Linked DNA regions of Sus scrofa: region 2 is linked to region 1. A link is a contact called in public promoter capture Hi-C data. All regions are on one chromosome and are shown on one strand. Each heading gives the region's core, a stretch centred on a gene start, on an enhancer-like site or on the middle of the called end of the contact. The rest is flanking DNA. Distances are from core to core; before and after follow the strand shown.

Region 1 (7,932 bases), core at 3,553-6,052:
ACCAATCACAGGGGTTGAATATAAACTTAATTATGAACACAAACACAAATACAACCTCTGAATCCTACACAATCACATGAACATAAACGTAAGTAAATAATTCATCTGGGGAGTTCCCGTTGTGGCTCAGTGGTAAAGAACCCGACTAGTATCCATGAGGATTCGGGTTCAGTCCCTGGCCTGGTTCAGTGGGTTAAAAGATCTGGCATTGCTGTGAGCTGTGGTGCAGGTTGCAGACATGGCTCAGATCCTGCACTGCTATGGCTGTGGTGTAGACCAGCAGCTGCAGCTCTGATTTGACCCCTAGCCTGATAAATCCATATGCTGGTGTGGCCCTAAAAAGCAAAATTACTATTTGTTAGCCCACTATCCAAATATCAATCAGTACAGTGAGCACCGGAAAGGTTACTGAGCTGCTGATTGCTGACAAATTTGTCTGTTCTATTCACTTTTGTCATCCCGTTGCTCTGCTAATTTCCAGCTCAGCACTGAGCCTCTCTTGACATCCGGATGCTTTTGAACAAAAGGCAAATATGCTGCTGCCTAGGAAGGATCATCACTCATATATGTACTGTGAATTATTAATGTCTGCATTCTCCATCTGTACTGGGCAATGTGAAGGGAATTACCCTGGTGACAGGGAGGCAAAACCACACCCCGCAAGGTGCCCAGCTGTCTCCGAGAAAACATGCAATGAGCCATACCTCACTAGGCTGAGCCCGGATGCACCGCAGTTCTCAAAACAAGCGTAGACCAGAGCGGACGAGCAGAAAAACGAAACCACAGCAAGATAAGAGAGACATGTGTCTGTGTACACTTGACCGGGCCTCAGCTAGTTTAGAAGACTGTTGTCACTGTTCACTAGAGGGCTGACAGGTAGCATGACCAAGATAAAAATAGCACAAGCCAAAAGCAGACAAAACCAGCTAAGTGGCAAAGACAATACTGAAAGACATTAAAACAAGTGTACAGAAATTTCAAAATCTCAAAGAAAATATTCTCATAAGACTCTCATTGCTGAAAACCGTGCTGACGTGGCAGGCGCCAGGAGTGAAAGATAATCTGCACCGGAGGGTAAACATTTTAAGAGAGCAGTGTCTCGAAGATCACTAATGATGTATGGATGCTGGCAAATCAAGGAGATCGGCCCTGAGCATCATGAAGGACACACCTGGTATTTTTCTGGCACCAACTGAGAGGGTTTATGCATCTGTCACTTTCCATTGATAAAGAAGTAAGCTTAGCCACACTGACAGAACTTAGGCAAAATTACGAGCCAATACAATCTGTATCCTTAATTGCCATTATTTTCAAGTACGATTCTCGCAGAGCAAATGCTATGAGCAAAGCCTTGCAACTTCTAGATCATGGTTCTCAATTTCAGCACCATTGACATTTGGACCTGGTAAATTTTTTTTTTTTTTTTTTTGTCTTTTTTCTATTTCTTGGGCCGCTCCCGCGGCATATGGAGGTTCCCAGGCTAGGGGTCGAATCAGAGCTGCAGCCACCAACCTACGCCAGAGCCACAGCAATGCTGGATCTGAGCCGCGTCTGCAAGCTACACCACAGCTCACGGCAATGCCGGATCGTCAACCCACTGAGCAAGGGCAGGGACCGAACCCGCAACCTCATGGTTCCTAGTTGGATTCGTTAACCACTGCGCCACGACGGGAACTCCGGACCTGGTAATTCTTGACTGTAAAGGCATGTGTTGTGTTTGTAGAGCAGCATCACTGGCCTCTGCGCCCTAGATCCAGCGGACTCCTCCCTGCCAGCTGCAGCAACCAAAAATGCATCTAGACATGACCAATCATCTCCTGGGTGGAAAACAGTCACCCCAGATGAGAACTGCTGACTTAAAGTAATAACATGAGAGCTGTTGTTCAGTCCTGAAGAGAGACTTCCCACATTACTACATTTTAACTACGGCCATGTCTTAATGAAGAGTGGGCAGGACAATGGGCTAGTCTGCCACCGTGGTGGGCAGTGTACAAACCCGGGCCATCACTACTGTGAGGAGGTGCTTCTGACCCAGGTGTTAAAGCCGCCATAATTAAGAACTTGGGGGAGTTCCCTCTGTGGCTCGGCGGTCAACAAACCCAACTAGGATCCATGAGGATGCAGGTTCGATCCCTGGCCTCACTCAGGGGGTTAAGGATACGGCGTTGCCACCAGCTGTGGTGTAGGTCGCAGACGCTGCTCGCTCAGATCCTACATGGCTGTGGCTGCGGTGCAGGCTAGTGGCCATAGGTCCGATTCAAGCCTGGGAACTTCTTCTATATGCTGCAGATGCGGCCCTAAAAAGCAAAAAGCGGGGGGAAAAAAAAAGAGCTTGGAATTCATAGTTAGTTTCAACTTGTTTTCAGACCTAAGTACGTGAAACAATAGCTGTACTCTAAGGCCACTTTCTATAACTCCCTTAGGTGGTCACTGCTATTACTATCCCAGCGGGTTTTAATGAAGCTCCCCCATAATCAAGGTTGCTTCAGCAAGTACACAAGTGCATGTCAAGGTACCGTCCCTACTTTTTGGCCTCTGAGGAGTACCACTAAATGAAAAGGTGGAAGACCTTAGCACAAACGGGTGAAATGATTGGTTTAAGTCTTTTAAACATCTCAAAGAGATAATACAATTATTCTTAGTATCTCAAAAGCGTGATTAACTTTATAACTTTATCTCTTTTTTCTGTCCAAACCTGTTTACCATCTGAAAACACCCCTACAATCGCCTAACACTAAACCATTGTTTTGGTTCTACATTACTTCAGGCTTGACTGTTTACTTATAAAATATCCCTTTTTTAGCTGTTAAACCCTGTCTTTTGCTCATTTTACCTCAATGGTTGTAGGGAATAAAAAATGGAGTTCTACTGGCTTTTTATTACTCTGGTAAAAATAATGGTCATAAACGTTAAAACCAAGAGGTTTAAGAAATGCAAAAGAACAGAAAATAGAGTGAATGACGTCTAGGAGAATAATGAATCCTAAAAAAAAAATGTTTTAATGGCCCCACTCGTGGCAATATGGAAGTTCCCAGGCCAGGGATTGAATCGGAGCCATAGCTGCAACTTGTGCTACAGCTGTGGCAACAAGGGATCCTTAACCCACGGTGGAGGCCAGGTGGGTTAAGGATCCCTTAATGAACCTTTGCCTACACAGCAATCCGAGCCTCCACAGTCATTCTTAGCCCACTGCACCACAGTGGGACCTCTAATATTCCTTAATGAAACTTTTAAGGATTAAGGATCCAACAGAGTCATGGCAGTGGCTCAGGTGGCTGCTGAGGCATGGGTTCAATCCCTGACTGGGAACTTACACACACGTCACAGATCACAGGTGTGGCAGAAAGAAGAAAGAAAGAAGCAAGGAAGGAAGACAGAAAGAAAGGGAGAAAGAAAAAACATAGGCTTTTAAGCTTTTAAGGCAGACAAGCCTGACTGAATTAATACCAGGCTCTGCCACTAACCAGCTGGGTCGGCTTTGGCCTAATTTAACCTCCTTGCACCAGGTCCCCAGGTGTAGAAGAGGGTCACTCATAAGACTGTTGTTAAGTTTTAAGTGATTTAATGTGTGTAAATAGCCTGGGCCGCTAAATAGAAGCTGTTGTGACTAAAATAATTATTAGTGTGTTTTTTCCTTGTCCAATAAATCACATCCAACCCAGCATACTATAATTCGAATGTGTAAAAAGAGCGCATCAGAAATGTACTGGATTAAAAAGAGAGATGTAGGGGAAGTGGGCGACACTCATAGAAGCGTCCTAGAGATTTTGCGGGCGTCGGGTGAAAAAGATGCCCAAGACAAGATCAGGGAGTTGGTTCAGGTAACTATGGGAACTATGGGAATCAAGGGAAGCGATGCTGCTTAACCGTAATAACTATTTAGCCTTCCCTCAAAGATCACAGCAACATCCAGCTTCTTCCTCTGCACTCTGGCTTGGGCCGAACCAAGCCGTTAGGAAATGCACCTGGTCAGCTCCCGTCCACGAGACCCTGGTATTAAGGGGTTAGGGCAAAGGTTCGGAGCAACTCACCCCGGAGACTCCGTTGATACTGCCCCAGAATCTCCTCCAGGGTAGAGTTCTCCGAAGATTTCGCCATGCACACACTCGGAGCTCAGAGACGGGAGTTGCGTGGGGTAGTGTCCAGGGTTCTCCTCTCCGAGAATAAGAGGCCCCAGCGCCCCACAGGCGCCCACCCGCTTCCTGCCGCGGCTGTCAACCCGGAGCGCGGAATCCCAGACGCAGCCAGCCGGGCCTCTTCCCACCCACGGGCCCTTGTGGTGGACCTCGGAAATTGTAGTCCTCGTGTTCCGGGATTACTGTCTCAAGTTCCCAGGCGCCCTCCCAAACAAACTACAATTCCCAGAGGGCAACGCGCTCCAAGCTCACGCTTCAGCAGTTTGGCTGCCAGATCTGGTCGCCAAGAGACCGTTTGGAGGCTCCGCCCATTTCTGTAGCGCTGCCTGTCTTGGTCCTGCCTCCATCCCATCGTGTGTTTGGACCATCTGACAGAAAGCACTCACTGAACGCCTTGATTCTTTTAAGTTCGCTAGAATGCAGTTGACCCTTGAGGCGTCTCAAGAACGCAAATAAATTCTACACTCTTCAGCCACAACTTTTGCCAACACCGCCAAATAAATTCTCAGGAAAAAGAAGCTCTGAATCTCCCAAACAGCCTAAATTGTGAAAGCGGCTGACGCTACAAATTTTAGCACACCCAGCTGGCCACCCGACCTCAGTTTGGAGGAGTTGACGCACTGCCCGCTGGGAAATGTAGTCCTTACGGGTTGCGGTCCCAGCTAAAGCCCAGTCCTCCTCATTGTTGAAGCAGGTCTTTGGTGTACGCCTGCGCAGTCGGCAGCTGGCGAGGCCTGTGGGTGAGACCCCCCACACAACCCCTTTTCATTGTCTGTGCTTGGCGCCTGCGCAGTAGAAGTTCGCCGGGACTGGGCCGGAGCAGGGGTAGGGCCGGGCTCTTCGCCCTCTCCCCTGGCGCCTGCGCACTGGGCGGCCGCTCCTTGCCGTTACCGCTATGTGCGGAGCGTGTGTGGAATAACGTTATTGCCCAGCGGCGCGGAGGGGCCAGGAGCTCGATCGCGGCGGCGGCGGCGACGACGAAGACGACGACGACGGGGTGGGGGAGGAAGCTGGCGAGAGACTCACGGGACGCGGCGCGCCCCGCCCCCCGGTCCGGTGCCTCTCAGCAGTGAGGGGTAAGTGATGCACTCTGATGCCGTCGCCGCCGTCTTCCCACATCCTGCTCCTCCGGTTTGCAGCCGGGGCTCGGGCGCGGCCCGCGGCGGGCGGGGTGCGGGCTGGGCGGCGAGGGGCGCTTCCCGTAGGCTCCGCGCGCTGCCCCCGCCCCGGACCCGGGACCCGGCGGGGCCGCCCCTCCCCTCCCCCCCCGCGTCCCCCAGTCCTGCGGCCCGGCTTCCCCGCTTGTGTCCACGTATTGAGTCGTCTGGGCTCTCCCGGCTTTGTGCAGCCGCTCCGCCCAAGCAGTGTGCAGGGGTGCGGGCGGAGCAGTGGAGGGAATGGCTGCGCTGCCGCTGGTGAAGGGATATTTCCCGGTCCGAGCAGCTCGGTGTCGATCCTTATTGTGTGGTTGTTTTGGGGGTGTGGGGTGATTTGGGGGGTCCGGCGAGGAGCCTTTTGGACGCGGTGGGAGGGCGTAGAAGACGTGGTGTCACGCACCCCGCCAGGCGACTGCACCCGCGCAGGCTGTAGCTTGGTAGTAAACCGGGGGAGGAGAAAGTGGCTTCCTGTCGACTTCATTGTCCTGAGATTCAAATGTGGTCTTTGGTATGTGTCCCTTCATTTTATGCAAGGGAAGGAAAAATTAGCAGCTGCCTAACACAGGGCGGGAAGATGTGGGATTTGTATCCCGAGTCATAGAATCTTTGTTTTTTAGTGTGTAGCAGAGTTTTTATTTATTTGGAGAATGTAAAGCTTCTGGAAGACAAGGACAGTGCCTGTCCAAGCCTTGCCAAGGTGATCAATATAAAATTACTAGATGACGATGAAGAATGGACTAGGAAGGGCCTTGACGACGAAGCTGTTGTGTAGCAGGAAAATGAACCGGCGGAATTGTTTTTTTATTGGGTGGGTAACGCATTCGTGTTCCTAAGGGAGGAGGTTAGGAAACATCTTTCCGTTTTGTTTTTTAAGCATGCAAAACAAAAAATAGGCCTGGTACATTTCTTTTTCTGACTTTTTGAACTGATATTTTTATTCTCTTAATGAAAATTCACCCACTTGGGAGAAATGTGGTAAAGTAGGTGATACACTTGATTGAAAACGCATCTCTTAAAATGATTTGATTATTAAGCTTACAATGCATACAACCATTTGCTGGGGTTAAAACAAACAGAAGAGAGATTGAAGGAGAATGGGGAGGAGCAGGTGGAGGACTGATTTGAGAGGAGACAGTTATATTATAAATACAGTATCCAGGTCTGCACTGATATAACCCTGGCTGGGTAGGCTGCAACGGTTTAGGAATTCAGTTCTGGAACTATTACATTGCAAGTTACAAACCATTTTGTATTTTTCTGCCATTATTTTTTAAAAAGTAAAACCAGTGCTGCTTTTACTTTTTCTTAACTTTGTAGATCTTGTAGAATTTTGGTGTTTTAAAGCTGAAGAGTCTAAAAGCACTTAACAGAGACAAGAGGAAGACGTAAAACTTGGAAAGTGAACTGACTTGTGTGTCCAGCCAAAATACTCATGAAAGCCAGAGTCAAATAAAACCAACGTCTCTGCAATGTGAGCTCCCAGCTGTCTCCCCTAGTCCCCCAGCTTTTAGGGAAAGCTTCTCTACAGACTCTTTGAGTTGTCTGTGACAGTCAGGTTCATTGACAGCTCCGTTGTAGCAGTCTAGTCTTTTTCTTTTGAAGTAAAGATAATAATACTAATGATGTAGAACTATAGTTTTATGTATTAACTTAAGGATATAGAAAAAGATACCCTAAGTGGGCTTTTCTTAAAAACAAAAGCTGTTGGAATTTTCCCCCTACTTCTTATTAGTAACCGTATTTTAGTACTGTTGTCTTATATTGTATTTTATAGTATGATCAACTATATATAAACTCTTAAAAATCAAATTGCCACATAACAAGAACCTATGAGGTTTGTTTTTCTTCAGTTAATGAATTTTATTATTTTCAGCTTAATTTACTTTTTAAGGAGAACACTCAAGTTGAACTTTTAATTAAATGTATGCTTTTTTGTTGAAATTGAGTTTGCCATAAATTGCTTATTTGTTGTCTTATACTTTTTAATCCTTTAATTCTACATTGCACTTTAATAGACTTTTTAAAAAAATTAGTATATCATGGACTTCTCTTATGGCCCAGTGGGTTAAGGATCTGGCCTTGTCACTGCTATGGTTCAGGTTCTCTCCTGAGGTGAAATTTTGATCCCTGGCCTGGGATCTTCCATGTGCTGCGAGTGAGCCAAAGCAAAACAAAAGAATTAGTATATCGCTTACATTTCAACTTACTTAAAAAGTAATCTGTAATTAAATTCACCATGTGGAATTATATTAAACTTGAAATTTGTCTTACTGTTAAATTTCATGATGTTCTAAAATGACTTTGTATGGAAATAAATAACCATCTGCATATTTTCCAATTTAGTGTTAGAAGTGAAATTTATATTGTAAAATTATCATACATTATGCCTGTTAATGTAAATATCAAAACACTTTTAAAAAACTCTGTGCTTAAGTGATTTGGTTTGTTTGTTCCAACTATCAGTTTTTTATTTCCTTTTATCACTAAAAAAAAAACAAAAAACTAGTTTTATTGTTGTATCCGATGGTAATCACATATCACTCTTCTAGTACTGAATACTAAACATGTTTAAACTTGTTGTCAACTTTTTTTTTTTTTTGGTCTTTTTAGGGCCGCACCCTCGGCATATAGAAGTTCCC
Region 2 (7,932 bases), core at 3,740-6,239, 720 kb before region 1:
TTCATAACCTGGGAAGAGAGACATTTCTCATGAGAGCCTGGTCAGGAACGACTTTGCAATGCTCTAGTCTCCATGAAGAAAAAAAAGAAGAAGAAGAAGGAAAAAAAAAAAAAAAAGAACCAGCTTGGGCCGCCGAGGTCCATGTCCCTGAATCTTAATCAGGCTGATGAGCCAAGCACTACCAAATCACACACACAAAACCAAACGCGAGAAGAAAAATGGACACTTTGGAAACTTCTTAACCCCAGCCAAACAGTCTCGGATGCATCTCCACCCTCCTCGAACTTTTAGTGGAGTTTTAAAAGCCTTAATTTCAGTACGGTCTCTTACTGAGAATGAGAATTTAGGTCTCTTTCAGAAGAAATTTAATTAACTCTCATCGTCAAATGATGTCCTACAAAACCTACAAAATAGCTTTAATTTCAAAGGGAACAACTCGTAGGATGAACAAAGAAAAGTCCCAAACACATTCTGGAAGATTCAGAAAACTTGTTCAACCATCCTTTTTTATTTTCTTACTTTTGCTACTTGACTGCACTTAGAAAGCACAATTTAAACACACACATTTGGCTGCATCGAGGAAGAAAAAAAAAAATGAAATCGCATAATTAGTCCAGAAATTAGCAAACAACTTACTTTTAAAGTCAGAGTGTTACAACAACAAAAGCCCTGTGTATAAAAACAGATGTTAATGCCTTAAGATTTGCAGGTACTGCGCACATGCACGAGATCAGAAGGAACGACACCAACAGATGGAAAAGATCATCTTTACTATGAACAAATCCAAATTTTTTTTCTAATGAATGGAGAAAAGAAACGGTTATATTTCTTTGTAAACTGCGTACATCTAGACTATTAGGAACCAGGAGGGCTTTATTTAATTCTGAAAATTCTCATCTAAACTTTGATCTGTTGCAAAACAAATGAGTTCCTTATTAAAATGAATGCAAACTTTTAAATAAAGGCATATTACCTTCAAATGAAACTCAAAAGCTTTACAGGTTCAACATCCAAGAAAAAAAAAAAAAAGCCTTGTTAGAAAAAGAGAAACTATTTTTTTTTTCCTCTGTCATACCTCAGTCAACAGAAAATACTTTGTTTCAACATAACTTGATATATCTTGTTTTCCCACTAGCTTCTATTCTTTCAAATATGCATTGCTGCCCTTATTTTCTGGGAAAGGAGGGTAAAATGGAGGGAGGCAAGACACAGATGTGCAAAGGGTCACAATTCAGCTGCAAAATTCAACTCCTTAAAAATAAAGGATTCCCCCCCCCCCTTTCCCCTTTCCTCTGACCAAAAGCAAGATTCCACACAATCCATCTCACAGAGTGCATTTGGGGAATGGGTACATGTTAATTTAATATTTAAAAATTACTTCCCGGCTTCTTCTACACTTTGCCCAAGATGGACTAAAACTTTCATCTTAACCCAGTACATTTTGCAAGATGCCGCTGCTGGAATAACCCAAGATTTACAATACAATCACTTTAAGTGCCCCACAGCTAACATCAATCCTAATCCTTGAGAGGGCTAAAAATAAAGATTGGAGGGCAGCTCACAAGGTAGCCGTGATCAAATTAGGAGGCTGAGAGGACAGAGAGGGACGAAGAAGGAAGCTTATAAACATCTGATCCAGCTGACTGTGGCCATATGGCAGCTGCTGCCCAGATAAAGAGATTAAGAATAGAGGAGTGCGATTACAGCTGTCTGGCCAATTCAGGCAGCTCAAATCTACAAGTTCTAAATTAGTCGCTAACACAAAAACTCCTGCAAATCATTATCGTTATGCTGAAATAAAAGATCTCTTAAATATATATTTGAAAGAGAAATGAGGAAACCAGTCAAACTCTTCTCCTGGGGACCAAAGTTTTTTTTGTTTGTTTGTTTTTTCTCTTTTTAAAAAAACCTTCGGTTTCAAAAGCACTACAGCTGTATGTTTCAGTAGTGCTGCCGAATGTTTTGAAGAATAAAGTTTCACAGTGGAATTAATTACACAACAATCTAGCTTCTTAACTAGAATAATCTTCTCATGTAAGTTTGAATGCTGGATTCCAAACAGTTTACTATTTCTCCCCCACCCCCCAACCCAAAGCAAAAGGAATCTAAAGAGCAGTGAACAACAACAAAAAAGCATTTTAATCCCAAGGGATCTCAAAAAGCAGTCTTTCAAAGCTTTTCTTAACACTTCACAACTTGAAATATTTCTGTATATTAAAGTTATTTACCCACTCGAGCAAAAGGGATAAAAAATTAAAACCAAACAAGCCCAAGACTTTCAACGCCAATAAGATGTTCATTTAATCCTCCATTTCTTAAATTTTATTCCTAAACTGGATTAGCAAAGTAATGTGATTTTTTTTTAAATTAAATAAACAAAACACCCAAACAGAAATATGCTCGATCTAATCTCTTGCTACTCCTACCTTTAGGACACATAAACCTGATTAAGTCCTTCCCTCTGAGTCTCGCTGGCTCCAGGTCTGTTACATCGGTGGAAAAAAAGCAGACTAAGAGAGACAGATGCAAAGTGGAGATGATGTTAGAGAGGAATGAGATACCTTCTCCACCACAGATCCGCACACACTAACTCCCTGTCTGTGTGTTAGAATAAAAGGCTGAGGGATGGCAGGCTGTCAGCTGCTCTGACATCATGTTCAGATGGAAATGCTACCTCCAGCTGTGCTCCTTTTAATGCCATATGCTACTCCTCTACACTCCTGCCACCAGCTTTTTCTTAGGAGAACTTTTCTCTTCTGTTAGTATAAACAAAATACTTCAAAGTCTCCCTTTTTTTCCCCCCAAACTTTCTAACAGAAGAAATTGAAAAACTCAGCATATGGAGTTCTACTGTATTTATGGAATAGCAACACTTCTGTCTTAAGTTGGTGGACTGGCTTACATACTGACAGCACACTCAAGCCACGGTGCTATTCAGGAAATCCAGATTCACTTTTATTCAACTCCAACGTTTAGTTGCAAAGGCAGCTTAGGGATATTTTTAAACCAACCCATTTGACATCTCCAGTCCCATTTCAACATTATTACGGCACTTTTTTTTTTTTTTTCCCCTGCTGAGATAATGGTATACGTGTCTCAGAATGCTGGAAGACTGTTCAGAACTACCACTTCAAACTGGTTCACCTTATTATCTCATACTTCACTCTTATATAACTAACTTTTCTCCAACTACCTCCTCAGTTCTCACACTGCCAGTTAATGCAAATTTCAACTCTCTGTATCAACAAACTGAAACTGCACTTTCTGAAATCCTGGAAAGTACTTCAGTTCAATGAGACAAATTAATAAACCCATACAACCTGCTACAGCCATTTACAGTGAATGCTGCATCTGCCTATCTGATTTGACTTTCTGCTCAGAAAGAGCAGAACTCTGTCTTCCCCTTGATCTGTGTCCCATAACAATCTTTTTTGTGGGTCACTCTGTAATGTTCATGATCACAAGAAAACCTTTCAGGGAGAAAGGGGGAAGTGGAAGGGAAGCCAGGTCTAGGAAGTTGGGAACTTTTTTTTTTTTTTTTTTTTTTTTAGTTAGACTTTGTGGGTCCTTTTAGAGCGGCTGACGAAATTGTTAAGGTAACCCGGGCCGGCCTGACCGGTGCCCTGCAAGGGGCTGCGACATCTGTGAATGTCAAGCACGTCTCTACAAGACCCTTCTGAGGGTGAGGAGCAGAAAAGGCGCTGGGGCCTGAGGCGCAAAGTGTCACAGTCCTGGGGATGTCCACTCCGCTCCCATTAGAAAACCACGGCCAAGAGTTAAATAAAGAGTAACAAAGACCAAGGTCTCCATCCCGCGCTTCTCGCTTTTCCAAAGTCACAGACCTAACTTTCTCTAACTTCGCGATGAATGACACAATTATGAATGCCTATTTCAGGAGGCACTCTTTGGAAATAAATTCCTTCTCGGCCACACCACCTATTCTGCACAAATGCCCTCGCCTCATTCCAATATATCAGACATTAATCACCCCATTTACCCGGTGGGGCGGGGGGCTAGGCTGGGGCGGGGGGAATGGCGAGTGACAGTTTAACGAGTCCCGAGCACTGCAATGGGCCAGCGACTCCCACTCCACAAATCAACCCCTCTGCGCCTCGCAGCCGCGGGTCCGGAGAGGTTTTGTGAGGTTGGGTTTTGTTTTTCAAGGAGGTGGGGGCGGGGGGGGGTGAAGAGCGGGGAGTGGGGAAGAAATGCAAATCTTTACGTAGTTGGCTGTGCATAAAACACTAGGGGAAAGAGGAAGGTTAAACCACAGGGAAGGAGGCGGAGGGCGTAGAGCCGGTGCAGCAGGAAAACACCTTAAACAACAGACGAGAAAACAGACCCAGGTCACGGCAACAACAAAAGAAAAGTCGTAAGAAGCCGGGGGAGGGAGGCGGCTACCGCTTCCCCGCCGCCCAGGCGCGAGCCCCCGGCAACTGCCCCGGCCCGGGAGGGGCCTCCCCGCGGGCGCTGCCGCAGCTGCACGGGTCCCCGGAGCGGCGGCCGTCCCGCCGCCTTGCAGCTGCACCGCTCCCAAGCCCCCGCCCCGCGCCCCCGCCCCGAGAGGCGCCGCCGCAGCTGCACCGGCCGGAGCGCGCCCCGCGCCGCAGCTGCACCGGCCGCACCCCGCCCGACCCGCAGCTGCGGCGGCCCGGCCTCGCGCCCGGCCCCCGCCGCTGCGGCGCCCCCCCCGCCCCGCCGCCCCCAGCTCCACCCGCACAAACTAACTCCACTCACGGGGCCCGGCCGCCCGGCCGCCCGCCCGCACTGCCCCGCCGGCCGGGGCCGCACAGCCAGCGCCCCGCCCGCCATGGCCGGGGCGCGGAGGGGACGCCGGGTTGGGGCCGGGGGCCGGCGCCGGGACTCACACGGAGCGGCCCTAAGTCACCGCGTCCCCACCGCCGCCGCGTCCTCCGCCTCCCGGCCGCCGCCGCCGCCGCCGCCGGACTTGGTGGGCTTCCTCCTCCGCGGGCCCCCCTCCCTCCCTCCCGGCCCCCCCGCCCCCCACTCCCGGCTCCGTCGCCCGCTCCCCCTGCCCCCTCCCGCCCGCCCACCCCCGCTGGCAGCCGGAGGAGCGCGGCGGAGCGAAGAGGCCCCACTCTCAACGGCTCCCCATGGCAGCAGCCCAGCGGCGGCCGCAGCCTGCCAGACACAGCGAGGGAGCGAGCGAGCTAGGAGCGAGCGCGGAGCCCGGGCTGGGGGGCAGTGGCGGGGGGGGCGGGGGGAGCCGGGGGGAGGGGCGGGGGGACGCACCACGCACGCACGCGGCGGCGCCGGCCAGATGTTCCCCCCGCCTCCCTCCCTCCCGGCGCTGGGCTGCTGCGATTGACCGAAAGCGGCCGGACCGGGTTCCCCGCCCGCCCCCTGCACGCAGTCTCCTCCAATAGGAGGGCGGCTTTTCAGAGGGGCGGAGGCAGTGGCGGGCTTTCGTCGGACTGACAAGAGAGCCCACCCAATGGGAGAGGCCAGCCGGAGCTGCCGCTCCCGCGAGCCAATCGCAAGCAGAAACTCTTGGGCTGGGCGGACCCGGGCGGGCGGGGCTGGTAGCGAGGCGGTGCGGGCGGAGTCGTCGGGCGGGCGCAGCGGCGGTGGCGGCAGCGGCGCCCCTCTGGGGGACTTGGCCGTGAGAAAGTGAAAGGAGCCCGCGGGCGGCGGCGACAGCTGCGTTGGGAGGGGCCTGTTTCCAGGCTGGGAGGCCTCGCGCGCTCTGGGGGTGCGGAGCAAGCTTTTCGGTGTGCTCCTTGACAACCGTAAATACACTTTTAAACGTAGTGGGGCTGGGCTGCTCGAAGTTAAGCAGGTATCCGTGGAGGCAGGGCGCCCGGGACAGACTTGACCTGAGTCCGGCATTAGGTGGCCCCCTCTGCTCCTGCTGTGAGGGCCCAGGCCTTCGTCCCCCGGAGCGCAGAGCTTAGGACTAAGGGACGTCCTCGCGCCCACCCGCGCTGCCCGGTGTGCAGGTGCGCGTCGGGCTCTGCGGACACCACCGGCTCGGACGGGCCGTTTCTGGGCGTCCTTCTCGAGGCATCTTGACACAGGCACGGCGGCGGAGCGCCCGTCGTTCTCGGAGAACCCTCTTGTCACGTGTACTTCCTTGCACTGTTACAAGTAGCCATTCCCAAGTGACCAAATTCTAGAGAACTGCAGTAAAATTGATGCTTGTAGAAGCCATAGCCTGATTCCGTAATTGGTATGTCTCAAGCCACAAAATTAAACTACCAAGGGTAGATGTCAGACTGTTGTATCGCTTCTCCCTCCCTTCAAGTAAACTTTTATTCCATTCCTGTTCTTTGCAGTTAAACTGTGTTGATCAGGGCCACGAAGACATGTAGCAACCTCAACCTCAAGAAACTGGAAATCTTGTTGAGGAGGCAAGAATCACAAGTAAAAAGTTGAATAAGAAGTGAAAAAAATGGTTTGAGAATATAAAATAGAAAACTGCAGAGTGAGGAAGTTAGTGCACTAGTAAATGTCAAGTGAAATGTGTTTATTCTTTGTTAACTGAACTGGGACTGGCAAGCCTGTTGCGACCCAACTTGCCAGAAGACTCTTCAACTGGGCAAAATGTGCTTTCACTTTGTTCCAGGTCAGATGGATAAAGTAAGTTGAAAAAGTGTCGTGTGGGCAAATCAGACATATTGAATTACTAATGAAGTCAAAACAGGAGCACGCAAAATTCCTGGAGCTGAAATACTGTTGGAATATCCTGTTAGAAACAGTAGTGAGGTTCTCTGCTCTTTCCTCAATGTTTTTGTGTGCCCTTATGATTGATAACCGAGGTCAAGGCCATCCTGAGGCAACTAGAGTTTTGTGTTCCGTGAAATCTGTTGTTGGATCTGGGTGGCTGGTGAATTCTAGATCTTTAGTCTGTCAGTAGAAAGAGCAGAGAACCTCACTACTGACCTGTTTCGACTTAGGGGAATTTTACAAACGTTCTCGATGAAGGAAGATAGTGTATATACTATATATATAGCATATATGATTGTATGTCTATAATTATGTATATAATGTGTATATAATAATGTAAGAGTGTATATTATAAAAACAGGTGAAAAGAAGCAGGCGCTTTGCCAACAAGTGCAGGAAAAGCTTGGGAAAATAAACACTTGCATTCTCAAAGTTGTTTCTCACCTACTAAAAGTTTAAAATAAGGAAAGTAACAGATTTCTGGACAAAAAGAGTCAGTGATAGTGACAGCATATTACATAATAAGTTCATGAGAAATTTGGAACATTCAGGTTCTACACAAAACGTTTAGAAACTCAGTTCTATGGCACGTAGGACAGTCACAGCTCAAACAAAAGTTTTTACAAAAAGCACCCACAGGTAGAATAACAGCCCCAGAGATGTCCTAGGAGAGACACTGATGCATCAAAAGTTAAGAGCCTTGTTTTTTAGATACAACAGTCATCACTGGGATCCATTTTGAGAGGTGAGTAGAGTAGCCGGGAAATATAAATTAAATAGATATTTAAGGAAGCAAGTTTGTAGTCCCTCAATTATGTAAAGGATTTTTAAAATTTATGACAATGCATGGACTATTCCCACATTGTCAGAATCAATCAAAATGTTTCTGGAGTAGTTATTGTGTTTAAAAAGGCTAATGGAAGACAACAAAAAAGTATGAGATAGCCTCTCTGCTTGGGGTTTAAATTTAGTTGGGAAAGAAATGACATAAATATATAAAAATCTGAAGCAAAGGAGAAACTACGTAACAATGTAATAGGATATGAATGTCAGAGCTAAATTTAATATTAAATTTTTATAACCATCTTGCCCCTGATCCCTGGTTGCAGTTCCATTTCCTCTGCCCTTTTTGTTTTTTTAACATGAAAAAATTTTTTACTCTGCCTTTTTTTTTAAGTGTCATAACCTTACTGTACAAATGATACTTTTAAGTTATCTTTGGAAAGTTGTCAGCATGCAAATTGT

The links. Promoter capture Hi-C pulls out the DNA fragments that hold promoters and counts their contacts.
Region 2: a contact with region 1 is called in a promoter capture Hi-C map of liver, with 2.7 times the contacts expected there. The contact joins the promoter of ZBTB18 here to the promoter of CEP170 in region 1. A contact is called at or near these places in 2 of 5 promoter capture datasets (fetal liver and liver) and 1 of 2 datasets of contacts at active chromatin or transcription factors (skeletal muscle).

Annotation. Positions count from the first base shown.
Region 1 is chr10:16,188,147-16,196,078 of Sscrofa11.1, reverse strand. It overlaps CEP170 (centrosomal protein of 170 kDa), which reads left to right and starts at 4,802. Exons shown (of 20, transcript XM_021064150.1): 1 at 4,802-5,212. SDCCAG8 (serologically defined colon cancer antigen 8) reads right to left here and starts at 4,901. Exons shown (of 16, transcript XM_021064181.1): 1 at 4,032-4,901. The coding sequence starts at 4,098.
Region 2 is chr10:16,910,079-16,918,010 of Sscrofa11.1, reverse strand. It overlaps ZBTB18 (zinc finger and BTB domain-containing protein 18), which reads right to left and starts at 4,989. Exons shown (of 2, transcript XM_021064458.1): 1 at 4,869-4,989; 2 at 1-8.